Regions from separate parts of the Mus musculus genome. Here all the other regions are linked to region 3. A link is a contact called in public HiChIP or PLAC-seq and capture Hi-C data. All regions are on one chromosome and are shown on one strand. Each heading gives the region's core, a stretch centred on a gene start, on an enhancer-like site or on the middle of the called end of the contact. The rest is flanking DNA. Distances are from core to core; before and after follow the strand shown. Region 1 holds the start of Ly86 (lymphocyte antigen 86). Region 2 holds the start of Txndc5 (thioredoxin domain containing 5). Region 3 holds the start of Rreb1 (ras responsive element binding protein 1).

Region 1 (4,563 bases), core at 744-3,243, 540 kb after region 3:
AATGTTTTGTCTTCTCTGTGCTGTTGGACTATAATTTCTCCAGTATCAGCTAGATAGCCTTTACAGTATTATCTGGCATCTCCGGCCCCAGGTTTACACATCTACAAAGCAAGGATCATGCTAGTGAGGAGCTGTGCACAGCCCTCAACACACAGGCAGACCCTTCTTGTGGAATATGTGGCCCAGCTACTTTTATCATTTCTTTAAAGTTTCAGTTAACATTTGACAATCCAAACCTTGCTCTCTTCAAATCACTGTGTCTCCTGGTAACTGATGCCTGCCTTTGAGACATCCCTCCCACAAAGCAGTTATCCTTTGGTTTCCTTGGCTGATTCTCCCACTCACCCTGGATGAAAACTTCATCTCCCCTGTTCCTTTATTCCAAGTGCCCAGGGCTTATTTCTGAGATTTAATTACTCTGCAGAGAAGTACCATCTACAAATAGATGCAGCACTGCAGACAGTGTGGCAGCACATTATGTCCCCGTTCTTTCCCTGACAGACCCAGGTGAGTGAAAGGACACATGAGACTCAGTTACAATCTGAGGGAGAATCTTAGACATGGAATAGCCAGTCACATGAGGCTTAATGTCTCGGAAAATCAAATCCCAAGTAGTCCACGTGACCCAATCCGGCTGTCATCCTACTCCTGAAGTGAGCAAGTCCCCAGACGTCTAGGCTCCCATTTGTCCCAAGAACAGCAAGCATCATGAGGTCAGCACTTTCTCCACCCAGCGCGTCCTTTTCTTTTTCTTATTTTTAATTTTTAAAATGCACTTCAAGGTTCCTTTTAAAAGGAAATTTAAAAGAATCCATTGAATTACCCCAGAAACCAAAGTTGGGTGGCAGAATCCGGGCTCAGCTAGTTTGCTTTCATTTATTCTCAGCGAGCGGTGGGACCAACACAGAGGCTCAGAGTCTCCTTTGCATACTCTTCAGCTCATCTGTCCCGTTTCCCTACAGATTTCCAGGTTTCATAAATGTCTGCCTTTCCACAAGCCATTTGTTCTACTGCCCATTGGAAATCGATCCCAAGGCTCATTTTTCCTCGCTGTGTCATAGCGTCACAGAAGGAAAAAGTGAGGTGAGGTACCACATTCAGACTTTAGAACTAACCCACTCCTAAGTTCTGGTTCGTGGTGCCAACAGCGGGGCTCTCCCAGCCCAACGCGTCTCAGTATATGCCACCTCTCAAACAGTTGCACTGAGGTTAAGTTTCTAATACATGCTCCAGGACACAGGCCAACCACAGCACTCCCCTTCGCTGTCCTTGCCCCTGGGGAAACCCTGGCATTGGATGCTACTTCTGACGTGCTTGCTGCTTTAATGGGTGGCACAGTGCGGCATGACAAGAACTCTAGAGGGAGCGGCTGAAGGACAGAGTCTCTGACAAAAGTGACTTGATGCTCACCCAGTTTGCAAAATGGCTGAGGTGAAAAGCCAGCGTAGGCGCAGGATTTGGGAAGAAAAGCTTACTGATCACTTGTTCTTGGGGGAGAGGGCAGGGCTGAGCTCTTAGACTTCGTTCCATATCTAGACTGTTCATTTCTCTCTTTCTGTGGTCTTCGTTATTTTCAGAAGGCTCTTCCACTGTCCCTGGCCTTTCCCTCCTCACGGCTGCCAAGACAAAAGCTCACCGTAGCAGCAAAAAGCACGGAGAGGCTGATAACCTCATCCCTCGCCCATACTCACCCAGTGTTCGTATTGCCCACGTGTAGCTTTAATTTCCCCATAAGCACAAGCAGCCATTTCATAAGACCTTACCACAGCTCTGGTAGACTACTTCCAAGCCCCCACTGTTGCAGGCCGTGTGCTTGGGCCAACCATTTTCGCTGCCATGGTCACTGCTGCTCGGAGAAGTCAGAATCCACACAAGGAGGGCAGCTGCGACACCATTCATGGCGAGGGGGTTGTGTGTGCCCAATGGTAAGCCAGCCCAATAAAAAGACCTCCGAAGCTCGTCCTCCCCCTGAAGGAGTAGTATGTTCAGTTTCACTTCTCGAATACTAGTCTCTGGGAAATATACTGTGAGAAGACAAAGACAGACAGCGGGGAGGGGCATTTGAATACTGTTCCAGGGGGCTTTCACATACTTGAAATAGCAAGTGTGTGTGTGCGCGCGCGCGCGCATATCTCTGAACATGCGCATGCGCATATGGGCAGGTATGGGCTAGGTTGAAAGGTGACTTCTCGCTTTCACAGGAAGAGGTCCTGCAGGACTCTTCAGAACAGCCCCTTTTAGAATCTTTGTCCCCCACTGGAGCTGTAAACTCAGGAAAAATGAGCTTCAGGCCACCATGTGTTTTCTATCAGCGTACACCCCACTGATGTGAGTCTCAGAGCTGGCTAACGCCAGCAGGCACATGTGACATTTTGAGGGTGGTATACTAGAACTTAGGATCTGGAACCGGGTTTTTGGATTTGTTCTTGTCTGGCTTTGGCCCTGGGGTTGGGCCAGCGGAACAGGAGCTTGTCCTAGGAGCCCACACAGAGCTGGGTGGTGCATTCCCTCTGAGAAGTAAGCCATCTTCCATTTCTGGGCCAACAGCACCAGGAGGAAGGATTACCCTTTTAACATTTTTATTTTATTTATTTTTTTAGTGTATATCTGTGTTGTCTTTCTGTGTGTTTGCGTGTGTATGATCATGTGGAAGTCAGAAGGTAACTTTTGGGAGTCAATTCTCTCCTTTCTCTGTGGGTTCTGCGAGTGGCACTCAAGTCACCAGGTTTGTGAGGTAAGTGCTTTTACCCATGGAGACAGTTCATGGGCCCATGGCCTCCCTGAAAGGCTAGTTCAACTAGGAGAGGTGACTGACACCGCTTCTCACACAAAGATGCTGCCCTCCATGGACTCTTGCCGCTCTGCCTCAGCTTTCTTAATCCTAACCCCACTCTATGCAGTTCATCAAACTCACGGCCAAGGCCAGTGATGCTGCAGAGCAACAGGCAACACTCTTTCCCATGGCAGGAAGAGATGAATTATATCCCATTGAGAATGTACAATGTATTTTTAGAAGACTTCTCAATAAAAATATTCTCTCCTTGCATGACAGATGGCATTTTTTTCTATAACATGTAATGCAGCCTCGTAGGAAAAAACGAGCAAGCCACTCCCTCAAGGAGTTATGGGAACTCATTTTGTCAACCAAGAGCCAGGACTTGGGTCTGACGAGTGGTTTTTGGCTCACCTGTTTCAGAAATCAATCCATAATGGTGTCATCTTGAGTTCTGTTATGGTTTGGATATTAACTGTCACCCAGAGTTCCATGTGCTGCTAAGTTTGGTCACCTGCCTGGGGCACCATTGAGATGTGGTGGGACCTTTAATTTAGATCATCTTAAAGAGAATAGTGGAATTCTAACTCTTCGTATCCCTCCTTTTGCTTTGTTTTCGAGCCAACACAAGGAAATCAGGTTTCCTCCATGTGTAGCCCCACCTTAACATGGTCCAATCCAACCCACAGAAAAATGGGGCCACATGTCCATGCTCTGAAACCTCTGATGCTGTGGGGCAACACCAACTTTTCCTCCCTTTGTCTATTTACCTTAGGCACTCTCTCACAGTGACAGAAAGCTAGTATAAGTGCAGTGGTTTGAATACACATAGCCCCGCAGGCTCATGTATTTGAAAGAATAGTCAACATCAAGTGGAATTGTTTGAAAAGATCAGAAAGATTGGAGGTGTGTCCTTTTTGGAGGAAGTGTGTCACTGGGGGTGGGTGGGTTTTGAGGTTTTAAAAGCCCAGCCCCCCACCACCTCCCCCTGTCTCTGCTTACAGATCAGGATGTAGCTCTCAGATACTTCTCCAGCACCTTGCCTGCATACCACTGTGTTTTCTGCCATGATGATAATGGACTAAGCCTCTGAAACTGTAAGCCAGTCTCCAATTAAATGCTTTCTTTTATAAGAATTCTCTTGTTCATGGCGTCTTGTCACAGCAATAGAACAGTGACGAAGACAAGTTTTTAACTGGAAACTTTATAAAGAAAACAAAACATTCTTTGAGAATGTCCTGTTCCTTACTATAGAATAAAATTCAAATCATCTTATGATAGCTATTTAAAATACAGTTATGTATATGTAAATGGTAGCTGAATATTCTGCCAGGCCCTGGTATCATCTCCCCCCCCCCCCTTAGCAAGTTGTGGCTAAAACAGTGATGTCTCTGCTCTTGGCTGTATTTCCCCTCTGCTTTTTGACAGTCCTCTTCCTCTGTCTCCCACTTCATTCCTTTCATAGTGGTCATATTGGGAGTGGTGCCCTCCTTTTCCTGCGGGGTGAAAATAAGACTGACTAAAGTTAGAGAGAAACCAGCAAGGAGTGGAAGGAGGGAGGAAGGCAAGGTGATCTGGAAAAGGAAGGATACTGAGTGGGCTGAAGCATCCTGTCTATGGGTGGGATGAGCCAAAGATATCTAAGAACAGAGTGTAAGCACTTAGGAGGCTGATATAGGAGGATTAAGACTTTGGGGCTTGGCCTGAGCTACATAGTGAGAGCCTTTCTCAAAACAGTAATTGCCTCCCTAACCAAATGATAATAGAATATGTTCTGAGTTGTTGGGTGT
Region 2 (4,188 bases), core at 1,243-3,742, 640 kb before region 3:
TGTCATTGTATCAATGCCGCAGAGAAACAGTCAATAGAGTATTCCTGGTCAGAGTCACATTGACAGAAACAGTAACCATACCAGTAACAGAGAGCCTCCACAACAATTGGCCACTGCAGTTAATACCTGAGACACAAAGAAGAAAAGTATTTGACTGTCAGGCTTGGAGGTTCTGGGCAGTGTTCATAGCCACCTCAGTGCTTTAGACAGCTCCCCAGGGTGGGAATACAGCTCCTCACCTTAGGAGGCAGGGAATGAGTGGTAGGGCTCCTGAGATCGCCTCTGAAGACACACCTTCAATGATCTTAAAACCTCCCACCCTGCATCTAAAAATTCTACCCCCTTCCACTAGCACCACTCTGGAGATAGGTCTCCAACACATGGACCCACAGAGGTTTACATTCAAGACCCAAACCCTAGCACCTTTATCCAGATATTAGAAACAGTAAACATTCTAGATTCCCTTGTATAAAGGGGTTCCTGATGGAAATGTCAAAATCACCAAAGTCACCAGGAATGATGACAGGAAAGGGTTGTTGGGAATTCTGTCATCTGGAAGGCACCACAGTCTTCAGTGAAATAGGAGAGTGTCCTGGGAGGATGGCAAAAACTGCAAGGGCAGATGATGGTGGGATGCTCAGTAGATCCAATATGTCGGGAGCTGAAGGTCTGTGGATAGAAGGGAACACATTGGTAAAGGGTGCTATCTGCCTTTCGTCTCAACTGCACGAGACGCAAGAGTGAAACATCAACCAACAGCCAGCGTTCGAGAGGGCTCCAAGAGCTATGGTCTGTGCTAGTGGTTCTCAACCTTCCTCATGCTGTGACGCTCTAATGCAGGGCCTCATGTTGTGGTGACCCCAACCATAAAACTATTCATTGCTACTTCAAATCTAGGATTTTGCTACTGTTACAAGTCATAATGTTAATAGCTGATATTTGACCCCCAAAGGGATCTGGAACCACACAGCTTTGGGCAGGTGAAAAAGGAGTTGATATTATAAACATAGTACCTTCTGTTGCGATGTCTTAGCAATGAAGTGAGAGAAGTATTGAGGAGCATAAAGCTTTGACCTTGACAGTACAGATGACATGGCAAGAGTTCTTGGATTTCTGGTCACCAGCAAGCCTCACAGGACACGAGGCATGGCAGAGCACATCACAGGAGGCCTTCAAGGACAGCATCAGGGATTTCTATTTTAGTCTGTATGCCAAGGCTACTGGGCAGAGTTGGTGTGCTGGTTCAAGTTGGAGCAACAAATTGCCATAGTCAAAATCACGTGGGCAAAGGATGCTCATAGAACTTCTCCTGCGATGGGCAAGTTTAGGTCTGTTCAGGTTAGGAAAGCCGGAAGAAGCGTTTGGCTGAACTGTGCTTACTCAGAATGTGAGGGCACAAAGGGAGAGAGGGGGCAAGCAAGAGATGCTGCAGTTTGGTGTTTGGAAAACCATGGTTAAACATTTACAGGTGGACGAACCTAACATGAGAATAGTTACAGATGATGTGAGTTTCCCTGCCCCTCCCTTTACCACCACCCCCAACTGTTGCTAACCCAGGCTTTTGGTTTAGGGAGGCTGAGGCTAATAAAGATCAGGTGATTTTCAGAAGTGTTGCTCAGAAGTCCAATACAAGATGGCCATGTACTCTTCTTACTATGCCCGTTGCTTTTTCCCAATAAAAGATCACCATATATATGTCTTATGATGCCAGCTTCCTTTTCATCGGTACAGAGCATAGCTCTAGGACCTCTCTCAAGTGTCTAGTGGTTGTTTCGTTCTCCCTAACTTAGCTCCAGGTTTTCAAGGCAGGGCAGGGAGCTTAGATTGCCACCCGACTTAAAGTTCAAGAGTTGGCGTGGGTCCATGCGCCCCAGCCCAGGCGTTAGCTCTCACCCAGAACAGCTGTTGCCATTCATTTTCCTATCCAGGGTGAGTTAGGGCACACAGGGCACTAGCCAGGGCCTGAAGGAAGGGCCACTTTGACTGCCTTTCCTTTTCAAAGTGAAGGCAGGGCAGGATAACAGAGGAGGTGCTCTTGGGAAGTGGTTTCATCACACCCCCTGAGGCCAGGCCCTCAAATCACAGTTGAGCTTTGGCTAAGAATCTGACTTATGCAAGAGCAAACCCCACACACGTTTGCCTGATTTCCTCCTTTCTGCTGACAGCAGCTCAGCTTGGTCCTAAACTCTCGGGTCTCTTGGTGTCTGATTAGTTATCAACAGAAGCTGCCACTGTTCCATAGCTTGGCAGCTTGGCCTCTTCGTCCCTAGCAGGGAAAGGCTGATGAGGAGCTTGGGAAGGAGAATGAGCTCAGCGGGATGGAAGGGAACCGGACTGAGATAGCGCTGGAGGTGCTGCACAAGGACCCCAGGACCTAAGCGACCTCTTCCTGGTGGCTTTCAGCAGAAGACAGCAAGTTGCTAGGTGAGCCGGCGGGACAGGGGGCGTGGCTCTGCGAGCGGGGGCGTGATTGAGGCGTGGCTCTGCGGTCGTGGGAGGAGCCGGGGCGGGAGCGGCGCCGCGGAGGGGACCCGCGGCACGAGCGAGAGCTCGCCAGCCCCGCCACGATGCCCCCGCGCCCAGGACGCCTCCTCCAGCCGCTGGCCGGGCTGCCGGCCCTGGCCACGCTCCTGCTGCTGCTCGGGGCGCGCAAAGGCGCCCGGGCCCAGGAGGTGGAAGCGGACAGCGGGGTCGAGCAGGACCCGCACGCCAAGCACCTGTATACGGCCGACATGTTCACGCACGGGATCCAGAGCGCCGCGCACTTCGTCATGTTCTTCGCGCCCTGGTAACTGCAGCTCCAGCAGGCCGGCGGAGCCCGATCTGGGACCGGGGACCAGGGACCTGGAGCCGGGGACCGGGGAGAGGGCGCGAGGCCGCGCAGGCTGCGCCGGGGGCGTGGGCCGCGCTCGGGCCTCGCCGCTGACGTGGCGCTAGCCGCCGGCCTGCGAGCTAGGAAGGGCGGGCCCCGAGGGGAGACCCGGAAAAGCCTCTCCACCCCGCCACACTGCTGGAGTCCAGGCATCCCCCGCTTCTGTCCCCTGCCCAGCTCCCCAAACTTCCTGTGCTGGCCGGACGCGGCGGGAGCCCGGCGTCCACGTGCCCTATCCTGAAGGGTTCTTCCTGCTGGCCCATCAATATTGGGTTGGATTGGAAATCTAAGGCCCCCTCAAGATGTGATTGCCCACTTTGTGTGTCGAGGGTAGGAAAAGATAGCCTAGGTCGGGAACTGAGACTTCCCCGGCCCCTGGAGTCCAGCGAGGTGCCAGTTTTGGAGTCTCCGCTGCACGCTGGAGTGGATGTGAGCTGTATTCTCAAGGCCTTTAACTCTTTCACCTCCTGTTCTCATTTGGGGCCCGGTCATTTGGAAAGTGTGAGGTCGAACTGTTCTTCCTAAAAGTCATAACTTCAGGCTTCCATTCTTCGGTTGGGGCTTCCTGGTGCACCTCACTACCCCAAGAATTAGTCTAGACATAGCAGTGCTTTGCTACTGGGGCCTAGATGCTCAGAGAAAGAAGTTCTCCGGTCCACAGCAGAAAGCGGTATTTAGAGCACAGGCTCTTGAGATGTGGGATGTTCTGGCTGTGTTTATTGCTGAGCAAAGTACTCTTCCTCTAGCTCAGTAGGGACTCATTAAGGACAGGGGGTTAAGCAGTTAAGAAAAATGTGCCTGTGGAATCCAATGTAGTCAGTGATTGTATTTTTCTAAAGTGGGAGAAACTTTGCCCATAACCCTAGAGCGGGCTATTACTGCATTTCAATTCGTTTAGTGTTAAATTAACTTTGTGGGGGAGGGGATCATTTTGGCTCACAGCCATTATCAGTTAAGAATGCAGGAATGGGATACACTGTTTTACATTCCCAAGAACAGCCACTTGAGTCTGTAGAACTACCATTGAAAGAAAAAGACTGGGAGTCTGCCACAGTCAGTCGCGTTAATAGTTACTCTGTGCACAAGTCGTCTCAAAGTAGTGATTCCAGTTAAGTACACCACAGGACTTAATTGGAGTTGATTTCGGTGGAATAAATCTAAGGGTTTTTAGTTTTATGAGAAAAGTTGACATGCAGGCAGGGTTAGGTTCTCTGGAGTGCTGATGGAGTTTTAAGTTTAGAATATATGCAATGAATAACCAGCTAGTCTTGGCCAGTTGGGGTATACACCACAGATTCTTTTTTTTTTTTTTAACT
Region 3 (4,661 bases), core at 837-3,336:
AAGAAATTATGTAGACTCTCGATTACTTTGATATTTCTGTTGAAAACTGGCAAATAGACACATACAGGAATACAGCCTGGCATGACTCTTTCTGTCTCTACTCTTCTATGAAGATGTCTCCCACTGCCACCTGAGGCTGAAGTGAACAGTAAGCAGTAATTGTAAGCAGTAGTTAGGAAGTGAAATCGTGTGTGTGTGTGTGTGTGTGTGTGTGCGTGCGCGCGCGAGCTGGGATTAAATGTGTGCACCACCATGCCCAGCCACATATTAGGGTTATGTTCCATCATGTCCAGCTCAATAGGAAGTGACAAAACATATATTCCCTCCATAGAGGCAAATTACCAATAATCCCTGCCCCACATGTCAATCCAGCAAGAGCACATATAGCTAGCTATATAAATGTGTGCTAACTACCTAGCATTTTTTCCTACCTGAAAAGGAGAGAAGCCTTGCAATCATGTTCCCTGCTGTCTGGACAGGAAGACGCTGGCTACATCTATTTCCTTCTAGGGGATAAAGTGTAAAGTGTGGCACTAGGAACCCGTTTGTTTACTTCCTTTCCATATTTGAAATGTTAAGTAAACAGCAGCAAGGTTTTAAAGGGGAACTATGATTTCTGATGAGAATGCAGTTAACAAAAGGAGAGGGGCCTGAACACATGCTGAGAGGATGTTTCAGAAGCACCAACACGCTGTCCTCAGAGCTGGGCTACAGCTTCACGCCAGTCTGCTAAGTCTTGGCTGAGTCTGGCTTGGGAATTTTCCTTTGGGGTCATGGAACAGGGCAGAAGGAAAAGCCTAGTGCAAACTCAACACTGTTAACTGTTCAGCTTTAGAAAAACATTAAAAACAACATTTATCTTTACATTAATGCTGAGGTAAAGGATAATTTATTTAACCAGAAACAAGCTGGCTAGTTCTAGTTGATCCTCTGTAACTATCCAGCAATAATGAAATGAAACAACCATCCAAATGAAAACATTTAAGCCTGCTGATACTCAATCTGTGTTAGGAAAGACAATTTTTCCCTTTGATACAATGCCATTTCCTGTGCATGCTTTAAAGAGGATACTAATACTCACTCTTTAACATATGTTCCAAGTCTCAGAGAGAATTCTGTGCTTGTACCAGAGGGGCTGAAATCCCCTACCTTGTGGGGTTAAGCTGTTAGGACTCCTACCTACTAGGCTAATATAGTTTTAATAGTTTAAGGTTCTTGTGTAGTGTGTGTTTGTTTAACCTAATATTCACAAACCTAGAAATGCCTCATTCTCTCTTCCACGCAATTGCTTCTTCCCCGTATTGTCCTAGGTACTGCAACTAAGCTCATTTTTAAAACAAAAATAAAAATGATAAACTTGCTCTGTGGTAATAGCGCTTGGTGCCAAGCTTGACAACCTGAATTCAGTCCCTAAGATCCACATGTCAAAAGGAGAGAGACCCGATAGGTTTCTCTCACACACACACACCCACCACACTAAAATCTTTCAAATAAAAAACACTGGCCCTGTTTTACTAAACATGTCCAGCTGGAATCAGACAAGGACCCCAAATGAAGCTCTCAAGTCACAGATGTGAACGATTGATACCACTGATTGCTTCCGTTTTAGTTGCTCTAGTTTTGAACCTGCACTTTGGAACTGGGAGTTGGGAAGAAAGAAGAAAAGAGGAAGGAGAAGGAGGGTTGCCTGAGGTTTTGCTTCCTGTGAGGTGCCCTGCGCATCCTCTTCTGAGACGCCTCATCCCACACACCAGAGACTCAATAGCTCAAGAACCAGCAAGATGCAGTTATGATTTTAACAGGATTTCGCTCTATGCCTTGGGGAGAAAGAATGGATGAGGTATGAGGAGGAAGATACAAAGGGACAGACAGGACAGAGGGCCTGTGAAAGCAGCAGACAATTCAAGTCCAGGCAAGGGAGTGCCTGAAGACTCACTCACGTGAGACTGCTTGGACTCAAGGAAGCCTACGCAGGGTAACTGACCTGTTTTCTTCGTTCTGCCGAGGAGCTGGTGAGGACTGGGCCCAAATGTGGGCAGGGTCACACCTCAAAGCCACCACTTCTGGAGCACAGGATTGCAACAACCTGAAAAATTAAAAGAAGATAACATTAAAAGATGTTTAAAAGAAGGAAAAATTCTGCTTCTGTCTAGTTTCCTCTACTCAGTGTCCATGGTGAGGACAGTTCCCACCCTGCATCTGCACCTGTAAGCAAGCTGTTAGCTGATTCCACCAGAACATACAAGTGTGCCTTCAACAGCTAGGACCCCCATTACCTCTGCCCAAGTACACCCTCCATTCCCGAGATGCTGAGGGCTTGTTAACGACACAGGAGAATGCTCAGAATGCTAGCTCTAGGTGGAGCTTTGAGCATCCCAGTGGCGTGGTAATAGTACTGGAATGCACGGACCACTCAGTGGCAAAGCACCTGCCTAGCATGTGAGGCCCCAGGTTTCAACTTCGGCACCATAAACACCAAAGAGAGACAAAAATGGCTGAACAGACCCAGCTGATTCTCCAGCATAAAGGAGGAAAAGAGAAACAGCACTTGGTGCAAGCAGAAACAGAGGAGAGGAAAAAGAGCTGAAGAGAGTAAGAAATGTACAACTAACAATGCCTTGAGGTAGAGATTCCTACAAATACGGGGACATCGCTGAACAACTAGGACCAAATGCATGCCCTGTTCTTTCTGTAGAAGATACAGAAAACATCTTCGCGCATGTCCCTCGGGAGTCTGAGAATGTCTGCTCTGGGGGTCCACGGACCCTGAAAGCCCAGAAGAAGGGGGCATGCAGCATGTTCTGGAGCCACAACACAGCAACGAAGGTTGCAATACAGGGACAGGACTTAAGAAGCTGAAGGGCTGGCACATAGCTCGGAGAGCCAGCATCTGCCTGGCACGCACAGAAGTGAGCTCCAGGTTCCCCAACGGCACCACAGAAAGAGGAGAAAGAAAGGTCCCACATAAGCAAGGATGCTGAGGTGCAGCTGTCCTGCAGTTTCTCACTTCTTCCTTTCTCAGAGCATCTGGAAACAAACAAGGTGCGTAAGTGTACCACATAGCTATCCTTGAGCATCTCACGGGGAGTCCTCCACAAACAGCTCCCAAGCACGTGGGGCAGGACTGATCTGTGTGGAAGAGAACGCTCCACCACCCTTTACTCTCACAAGCAGTTCCTGGGTGGGTAGTGACACCAAGATTCTTCCAGAAGTTTTTCTGTTTTCATACTTCAGTGACTCCATTCTCTATTCCTTTATGTTATTCTCTTTAAAAAGTTCTTTGGACTTTAGAGTACAGGAGCAACTTACAGGGAAGGCTCTGAATGAGCCAGGGAGACCCTCATATCTGGAGGCCCCTGACACAACCCAGTTATTCTCCAGGTAAGAAAAGCATAAATGCTGCCACAGAAAGTCATATACTCAACATTTTTGTTCACTGTTAAAACAAGTGATGGGAGACGCCTACCCAGGGACCACTGGGTCAGGATCATTGCTTCACTGCTATATGACACACGTTAAAGAAAAGCTCCATGGTTAACTATTTGCCCAGCATCCTTTAAAATATGAATCAGGGGCTGGACATAGTAGCGTACACAGAGGTGGGCGGATCAGATAGGCTGTACAGTAAGACCCTGTCTCAAATACATACATAATATCAACTTAGAATGCCTATCCAGTTTTCAGAATTGTACAAACAAAATACCCCTGTAGATCATCCCTACCTATCTCAACTTATTAATACTTATAAAGAAATTAAACATTTAAAAAAAAGTACATAGCTCAGTGGCAAAGCATCGGCCTAGTATTCTTGAGGTCTTAGATTCATCCCTTCCACTTATATCACTGTGTGTGTGTGTGGGAGGTGGGGGTAAGGACAAACTTCCCTTGATTGCATTCATTTTTAAAATAATTGGAGGTTGTGGGTTTAACTCCCATGGTAGGGTATTTGTTTATAAAGTTGAGGCCCTGGGTTCAATGCTTACCACTGAAGAAAAAAATAATGACAGTAAGAGTGCAAGCAATTTTTAAAATATAATAAGTTTAGTAGCATAGTCTTAGAAAGGAGCAGCTTCTTTTTTTTTTTTTTGAACTGTCAAGATCTCCAAATACATGGAGTCAACTATAAGTATGCTTGAGTGGGAGACAAGTATCGGAATTAAAAATTTCCAGAACCTAAAAATCGCATTAAAATTATTTTAGACCCAGTTCCTTCTCTTTCCATTAGACACTCAAGGACGCAAGCAGGCCCAGGTAGCTTCCCCATAAGCAGAAAGGACTGAGGGGGAAGGACGCGCTCCCAGCACAGGGTCAGGCTGAGAGTGGCTCTGAAAGCTGCATCTCTAGCGCTGGATGGGAGTGACTTGGGTGAGCTGGATCACAAGAGCCACCTCCCTAGGTGAGTTCCACTAGGTCTATCGGAGCCACAAAGCTTACAGGATAGAAATATACAAGGCGGTCTTTCAAAAGGAACTTCAAGATACCTCTTTCTTACCTCCATCACCACTACCTCAGAAGAATGGAGGGATGGTGGGGTTATTTCTAGTTATGTCCTATAAGAGAAAAATGTGACAAAGACTTTCTATAGCATTTGGGGGTGGGTCTGAGATGCTGAATACTGGATGTTCCTTCCCAGAAGTCTTGTGCAAAGTCAGAGGCGAGAT

Evidence for each region. HiChIP or PLAC-seq counts read pairs in DNA pulled down with a chosen protein or histone mark. Capture Hi-C pulls out chosen DNA fragments and counts their contacts.
Region 1: a contact with region 3 is called in a capture Hi-C map of macrophages, with 6 times the contacts expected there. The contact joins the promoter of Ly86 here to the promoter of Rreb1 in region 3. A contact is called at or near these places in 1 of 39 promoter capture datasets (pre-B cells), 1 of 115 datasets of contacts at active chromatin or transcription factors (microglia) and 1 of 9 other capture datasets (macrophages).
Region 2: a contact with region 3 is called in an H3K27ac HiChIP or PLAC-seq map of microglia, with 6 times the contacts expected there. The contact joins the promoter of Txndc5 here to the promoter of Rreb1 in region 3. A contact is called at or near these places in 2 of 115 datasets of contacts at active chromatin or transcription factors (microglia and pancreatic cancer cells).

What each region holds. Positions count from the first base shown.
Region 1 is chr13:37,342,775-37,347,337 of GRCm38.p6, reverse strand. It overlaps Ly86 (lymphocyte antigen 86), which reads right to left and starts at 1,993. Exons shown (of 5, transcript NM_010745.2): 1 at 1,764-1,993. The coding sequence starts at 1,899.
Region 2 is chr13:38,526,788-38,530,975 of GRCm38.p6, reverse strand. It overlaps Txndc5 (thioredoxin domain containing 5), which reads left to right and starts at 2,492. Exons shown (of 10, transcript NM_145367.4): 1 at 2,492-2,788. The coding sequence starts at 2,568. Gm31834 (a long non-coding RNA gene) reads right to left here and starts at 3,073. Exons shown (of 2, transcript XR_382215.4): 1 at 1,014-3,073; 2 at 1-669.
Region 3 is chr13:37,886,296-37,890,956 of GRCm38.p6, reverse strand. It overlaps Rreb1 (ras responsive element binding protein 1), which reads right to left and starts at 2,086. Exons shown (of 12, transcript NM_001177869.1): 1 at 1,985-2,086.